2 separate regions of the Anas platyrhynchos genome follow, and region 2 is linked to region 1. The links are chromatin contacts, called in public Hi-C maps. All regions are on one chromosome and are shown on one strand. Each heading gives the region's core, a stretch centred on a gene start, on an enhancer-like site or on the middle of the called end of the contact. The rest is flanking DNA. Distances are from core to core; before and after follow the strand shown.

Region 1 (3,656 bases), core at 585-3,084:
GTCACAATATTAAATTACTGTTTAGGAAGCGGAGCGAAGTGCTTCTGCTGGGAACAGGTGCACAGCCCAAATGCTCTCATGGCATTTAGGTTAGGAAAGGAAATCTGGTTAAAAGCTTACAGAAAAATCATTTCCAGCACACAGAAAGAGCGAGGCTGGGACTCGTGACTAAATTGGTGATTAATTAAATCTCAGAGGGAAGGATCCGAGCTGCGCTCCCCGAGAGCAGCAGGAGCAGGTTTGCCTTCACTGTCCTCTTTCTGCTGCTCCTTTAGAAAGCAAGACTTCAGCCGAGCAGCTTCAGCTGCTCTTGCTGCAGCTTGGGAACTAGGGGCAGCGTGTTTCGAGCAGATATCTGAGTTCCTCTGAGCTACAGCACTCCATGCCAGGGAGGAATCCCGTTCTCAAGCCCCAGCTGTCAGAGCCTCCACACAAGAAGGCAACCCATGCCCTGCTCCACCTGCTTCTTGACCCCGGGACAGGGCTTTCCATCCTGTGGCCTCTGTGCAGGAGCCCCAGGGAGGGTGTAAACAGTCCTGGAAACAGCCGGTGTGCAGCCCGGTGAGAGCTTTCCAGAACCCCCAGGGCTGTTAGTGATTGCTGGAAATCACCTTTATTACAGCAGAGGAGTCTCCACCTGCTCCTGCAGGCTTGGACATGCTCAAGGGCAAAGGAAGCCACATCCTGAGCGTCCTGACCCACTGCAGTTGATTCCCTACCATAAGCAAGAGAGAAACTCAGGCGTGAGAAATTACTGCAGTGCTTGGAAGGCAAACTCCAAGTTTAATGGCTAAAACTTGTCCATAATAAATGCATTTCCACCCTGGCTCCTGACTGTGAGCTAAAAGCAGCCAAAAACAGCTCATGAATTATTACTTGCTGGCCTCCCTGACCAAAGACCTCGCTGTTGCAGGAAAGCAAAACCATCTGGAGCAGAAGGCTAGGCAGGGTGAGGCTACCCAGGGCTAGCACAGCTTTCTGAAAGGAGCCATATAAAACCACAGAACAAGAAAAGAAAAAATATATATATTCTGCCTTAAAAAAAAAAAAAAAAAAAAAAAGCCATGTTTAGGACATGTAACAGGGTTTTTCATCCTCGTAGGCAGGTGGAACTGGAAGCAGGCTTTGCCTTCAGTGCTTTGGGGCCACGAGCAATGTCCCAAACAAGAGCGGGTGCTGGCTGTTGTGGCCAGCAGTCGCCCTCGCTGGAGGTTCCTGCCCAGGCTATGTTACATCGCTGTTAATTAGGGAGCAAGATGCCAAGTCGTAAAAATCCAGATGTTCAAATAATGCGCACACACAGAGCCTCAGCCACTAACAGTCCACAAACCGAGGGGCGCAGCACAAGCAAAGCTCTTCTGTCAAGAGCAGCTGAACTGAAATCAGGGCGCGAATGGCTCAGACAACTTGTGCTCGAGTTTGAAAGCAAAGTTGCTCAAACACCAGATTGTAGCTAAGGAGAAATGGCCACCACTGCTGTAAATGTGGAAGGGGCTCCCATCTTATTTCAAGTGCTGGCTTCTGCCCTGGTGAGGCACGTCGTGGATGCCTCCGGCGCTGGGAAGAAGCAAGCTGAGTTCATGGGAGGTAGAGGGAAGCGGGTGGCTTTGTGGCCCAAATGTCCCCCCCTCCTCGGCCACCATGATGGGGACAGCACAGCCAAGCAGTGTCAGAGCCACTTTCATGTCCTGCCAGCACAGTCCCCCCGTGGTCCAGGCTCCCTTCCCACTCTGGCACCACCCCTGCAGGAAGCACTGGGGCTCAGCACCCCTTGGCAGGGCTGTGAGCCCTCCTGTGACCACAGCGAGCATTTTACTTCATCCCCTGGATGGCCTCTGGCTGCGCAAGCTCTTTTCCTTGCACGATTAGGAAGGCGGCCAGAGACTATCATCACGCAGGAGATGTTCCAAGTAACCTCAAATGTAAAAGATTGCCAGCACGCACGCCCATAAGCACCAGTCGGGAAGAGCTTCGTTATTCCAGAAAACATTTCAGGACACATTTAAGCCCCAGCAAAGCCTGTGCTCTCCTACAGAGAGGCTGTGGCCCCAGAGCAGATGGAAAGATGTACCTGGTCCATGAATGTCATGGACTTTTTTTTTTTGATCCCTTTCACCTTGATCTCCTATTGAGCCAGAGCAGCCACAAACATCATGCAGGTCAGCTGGGAAGGAGAGGAAGCTTTGACGAACCCAAACTGACACATTTTGTAGGGAAAGCTGGCACGTTCCTTGTGCTTTGTTTTGCGAGGAGCGCGTTCACCTGCAGAAACACAGAAAGCTGAATCCTTGCCAGAAGAATAATCTGGTAAACTTCATAATGAATATTTCTGCAACACAAAGTCTCTTTGTGGATTTAAATTAATCTAAAACACATTCATTAATTCATAGCTGAGAATTGAATTATATTTTGCTGCTGACCTCCATGTTGTTTGTCTGTAACTAGATTTCCCCTAAAAGGCAGCAGCGCTATTTAATCATAATGCCAACCTTTGGATCTACTTCAGCAGCAATTACCCTGAGCTTTGACTTTGATATAGTTTATAGTTCAGAACGCATCATAAATAACTCTTTCTTCTCCTTTCAGTGCAGCTGTGTGAATGTGTGCAAACTCATGGAAACATGAATCGCTGCCCATTTATCCCATTCGGGCTGCGTGAGGGAGGGATGCTGCCCTGGCCACATGTCCCCGGCCACCCCGGTCTGCCCCGTGGGGATGCTTTGATATCCTCGTGGTGTGAGATGCCATCCCCATCACGCACTTTGGACTGGCACAGCGGGTCCCCTGACCATGGATAAGGGCTGTGCTCATATGGGACCCCAGGGATGGAGCTCACTTTGCCTTGAAGTGGACAATTTGTGTGGGCATCTGTGTGGTCCAGGACACGTGTGAGGCCACATCACGTGGAGAAACGGGCCATGAACCAGCGGTGGGGCTGTTACTCTCAGTACAAAGGGTACAACTCCCACCTGTTGAATCTTCTCTGCAGCTTCCCTGGGATGTTATTTTCCAGCTATTACAAATAACACGGCCGCTGCTCCATGATGCTCCTTCTGTCACTGCTGAGAGGGGCTTTCACAGGCCAGTGACATCAAGGCAAGTGGCTATTGAGGTGGGTGTTTCCCAGAAAACCAACTCCATCTCAGCCCCTGGAGCCCTCTGAAATTCAGGATGGAAGCTCCCAAATGCTTCAGGTCAGAAATCACCATGGTCCTCCCTACACAGCACGGTGTGTGCTCATCATCGAGCTGCTCCAGCAATACCTCCAGGGAAAGAGGTGCCATAAGATGGACCACAACCTGCCTACAGACCACAGCTGAGAAACCCCAGTCCAGGACAAGTCGCTTACTTTTCTGGGTTACAATGCCCAAATATATTAAAAAGAGAAGAAGCTTTAAGGAATATTTATAATCTTGACTGCTCATGAAACAGTCATCCTTAGACTTTGGGGTTCAAGCCAAGTTCCTGCTTCTCAGTTAAAAATGAGTTGTGAATCTTCATAGAAACAGGGGTGTTGTTACTGTTATTTGGTTTGATATGGAAGATTTTAGCCAAAGAGGATGACAGGTTGCAGAAATTATTATGCATTGAATTGTATTTTTTCTTATTTTATCCTAATGTCAGAATAAGACTAAAAAAGCACTTTTGCAGGAGCC
Region 2 (3,656 bases), core at 377-2,876, 220 kb after region 1:
GCTGTACAGGCCAGAAGGCAAAATGCTGGGAGAGTTGGAGAAAAAGGAAAAAAAAGAAAAAAAAAAACACCCCAAACTTGTGAGGTATGTAGCCAGTGGCAAGATTACACTGGGCCAAATTTTGCTTTAATTGGCATTTAGTATGTTAAAATCTACAAGACAAGATTCAGTTAAGTGCTTCGGAGTCTTATATTTCATGAGGCTCCTAAAACACTTTCTTGTGCTTCAGGATTTCATATCAGCAAAAGCAGGAATGAAGCAGATAACCTCCCACTGAGGTATGAGCACATTACTTATTTAGATGTGTAGGGATACTTCTTTATGGCTCTTCTCTTTTCAAGTTAGACAGTGCGATGTCAAATGCAAATTCAGAATACAATGTACTAGCTGTTCTCCCGTGGAACGCAGGGGTAGTATCCTGGTTTATGTTTTTACTCTTTTTGGGGGTTTATTTTGTCTGAAAGAGCATCCAGGGGCCTCAGTTTACTCATGACAAACTCACCCGTGTCACATACCGTGCATCACTGGCAGTATTTAACTGGGAAAGATTCAAGCCTGGAACAGCCAGATCTGGTAGAGTGACCTGAGGGTTGCTCTATCTGCCATTCGAAGCCAAAATGTTCAGGCCAAGCTCTGCTTTATTGTAGCCAGGCCTGCTGGCTTTGAAAAGCAAGAATACAATTTTCACTTATTCAACCCGCATAAAAAGAAAATTTGCAGAGCTTACACTTTATTGGCTTCTATAAAATTAACAGAAAAGTAAAAGCAAGATAAGAGGCCGGTTTAATAACACCATTTCCATTTGCAGCATATGCACCAGGCCTGCTTTGCCTACATTTCTATAAAAATAATGAAAGTCATGCTACCATCCATCCCGTCCCTTCCCCCACGTGCATTTCCAGTTACAGACGCAGTGACTGCGAGCCCTCCCATTACACCTCCAGTTCTTCACTCTGTGCGAAGACCAAGCCAATCTGCCTCCTCATTCTTAGGAAATTCTTAGGAAAGACCCAAGAGTCCTTCCTCCTTGGAGGGAAACCACAGCCAGGCTGCTCTTCCGAACTGCAAATACCTGACCAGAAGCATCCCATGCACAGTGCAGACCCAGGTTATGAGGGAGTGCTGCTCCTGCATCTTGCAACCACAGGCAGCTCTCCTCCTGCCTCACAGGAGATGCCACGTGCCTCTCAAGGTGTGACTGCGGCTGATCACTGTGGTCCTGGACACAGTGGGTAGCTCACCTGGCCAGGCAGGGCAAGAGAAGCCCTCTGCTTCCTGCTAAACAAGCACGAATGGAACCAGCCACCTGGTATCAAACAAACAAAAAAAGCAAAGCACAACCAATCAAACCGAAAGTATCAGCCCCGTATTTGTACTGCCATAAAGGTCCCTGGCTATCCTTAAGATTTTTTTTTTTAGTCCCAGGAAATTCAATGGGACTGCTCCCCAGAGTCAACAAAACAAACAGCATTTCAAGTTTTATGTTTCCTTTGCAACTGGGTTGAGAGGCAGGATTAAAGCAAAGTCAATTCCAAGCTCCACAGGGCACCCTAAGATTGGATCCCTTGCAAGAGGCATTTCCTTGGGCTGGCGCTGCAGCAATCACAGGCATTGTGTGCCCTCTAGTGTGTGACTGCTCATAGCGCTCAGTCAGTCTGCACAGAGCAAGGGAGAGACCCAAGAAAGGTCACTGTGCTCCAACTTCTTTTTTTTTTTTTTTTTTTTGAAACAGAAGCAAAAGTTCCCATGCCCAAAATTAACTTCTTTTCCCTTAACCAGACAAGATGTTTACTATAAGGATTGATTGCTAGTGAATTCCCAGAATATCCCTTAAAAAAAATAAATAAGCAAGTTGTTTGATCTATTTGGTTAGCTAAAACCAGCTGAATCTGGCCCTTAAAATGTTCTGAGGCTAGGTATGACTTTGGCTTTAAGCATTTTGTTTGTTTGGTTGTTTTTTTTTTTTTGTTGTTGTGTTTTGTTTTTTGGGATGGGGGGGTGTCACATCTCCTCTGCTCACAACAGTGGAATCAAAACTTCTTTCCTGCAAGATAAAAATAAGCTGGGTTTTCAAAAGAAATTTGTGGTGTCACCTGCTTTAACCACTTGGAAGAGCCACTCTTGTAGCCAACTGTCACAAGTGCCGTACTTCCAAAACGTGGAATGGGGGAACACGGAATTTACCACAATCGTGCTAAATTAAACAAGCTCTGCGGCAGGTCTGCTCTGTTTTTCCACACCTTCATCCACAATCTTGGGTTTTCAGTTTCAACTCTTCATATCTCTCAGTTGGTGCCTAATACTTAGTTTGATGTACACATACGTAATCTAACAAGCAACAGAGCAAGCATTCTATCCATACATACGTGCATGTGTACAGATAAACGTATAAAAGAATTTAAAATCTAGCAACGCATCAGGGTTGGGTGGAATTATTTATGGCTAAATGAAGCCCGGTTTCAGCAGCAGCAATCTAAATTAAAATCAGTTTCTTCTCTTCTGCATGTTTTAGCTCCATCCCTCCAGTTCTGTTGGTGTACCTACAGATGAAAATCACGATTGCTGTTGCCTTCAAAAATCTGCACAAACAGTAAGTCAAGCACTGAGGTTTCCACCAAAACCAGTACTGCTGACGGGCACGGTATTATGGAAATGTGCAGATCTGAGCTTTCATATCAAGGGTATGGACAATGGATTCCTAGAACCAATGCTGGGATGATTGAAGAGATTTTTCCATCTGTCTGCACCATCCTACTGCCAGAAGTTCCTTATCCTGGGTCAGACCCAGCAGAAGCTGGTCCACATCAGGCCCTCCAAACTGCAGTTCAGAGCCCACCACTCTGCAGCGCTTTAAGTCACCAAGATGCTAACCTCCTAGCAGAAACGGGGGGTCTCTTCCAAACAAGTCACTAGAGCTCACCAGGAAATGCTCGCAGACCTTTCTCTTGCTGAACTATTTCCACATGCTACAGAATTTGAAATCATCATCTTTCTGATAAAATAGAAAGCAAGAAGACAGTCACCATGTAGCTTGGGGCTGGAAGCTCCCAAGTGCTAAGCGCCAAGCCCAAGGCTGAGCAGAAAGCTCCACAGGACTGTGCTCTGGTCAAGAGATGTGCTTCGGGACCTGAGGGTGCAGACACTCAGCTTTTTGTGTTAAAGCAGAACTGCTGCTTAAGAGAATATCATGCAAGGAATTTGGGGAAAATGCTTTTGATCTTGGACTGCTGAGTTTTCTGTTCTTCAGCAGATGTAGAGAAAACCAGGCAATAGCTGCCCCAAGTAGGAAAACCAGATAATTGCTGTTAATAGTGACAGTAGTATCGTTCTGTACATGGAAATCTTCCACTGTAAAAGTCATTTTTTCGTCTATTTCAGGCAAGAATTTCATCCTTGAAAGCATGTCCCATATTGCCGAACTGCTTGCTGTTCCAGACCCATCATGCACACTGAGAGGACGATTTGCCTTAGAGAGTGCAAGACCCTTGATAAGGAATTATTAAAAACAACGCCGTTTTTTACATGTATATGCATGCGTGTCTCTGTTCAGATTTTATACAAGCAGCTATACCACACACGCGCCCCTATCTTTTTACAGTTAGATAAGAACCTGCTTCAGCACAGCCACCAACGAAATGCAGCCTGCACCGGATCCA

Evidence for each region. A called contact is a pair of places that touch in the nucleus more often than the background predicts.
Region 2: a contact with region 1 is called in a Hi-C map of subcutaneous adipose tissue, with 2.7 times the contacts expected there. The contact joins two enhancer-like sites. A contact is called at or near these places in 5 of 8 Hi-C or Micro-C datasets (F1 follicle, liver, skeletal muscle and 1 more).

Annotation. Positions count from the first base shown.
Region 1 is chr13:6,234,622-6,238,277 of IASCAAS_PekinDuck_T2T, forward strand. No RefSeq gene overlaps it. Among named protein-coding and RNA genes, the nearest start is that of KBTBD8, 20 kb to the left of the region's middle. Within about 2 kb of position 1,835, at least 1 of the 8 cell types and tissues checked has an H3K27ac peak or open chromatin away from gene starts, as enhancers often do. A contact at or near this core is called in subcutaneous adipose tissue, where this site is marked.
Region 2 is chr13:6,454,340-6,457,995 of IASCAAS_PekinDuck_T2T, forward strand. All of the region lies in intron 4 of SLC25A26 (solute carrier family 25 member 26), which reads right to left. Among named protein-coding and RNA genes, the nearest start is that of SLC25A26, 44 kb to the right of the region's middle. Within about 2 kb of position 1,627, at least 2 of the 8 cell types and tissues checked have an H3K27ac peak or open chromatin away from gene starts, as enhancers often do. A contact at or near this core is called in subcutaneous adipose tissue, where this site is marked.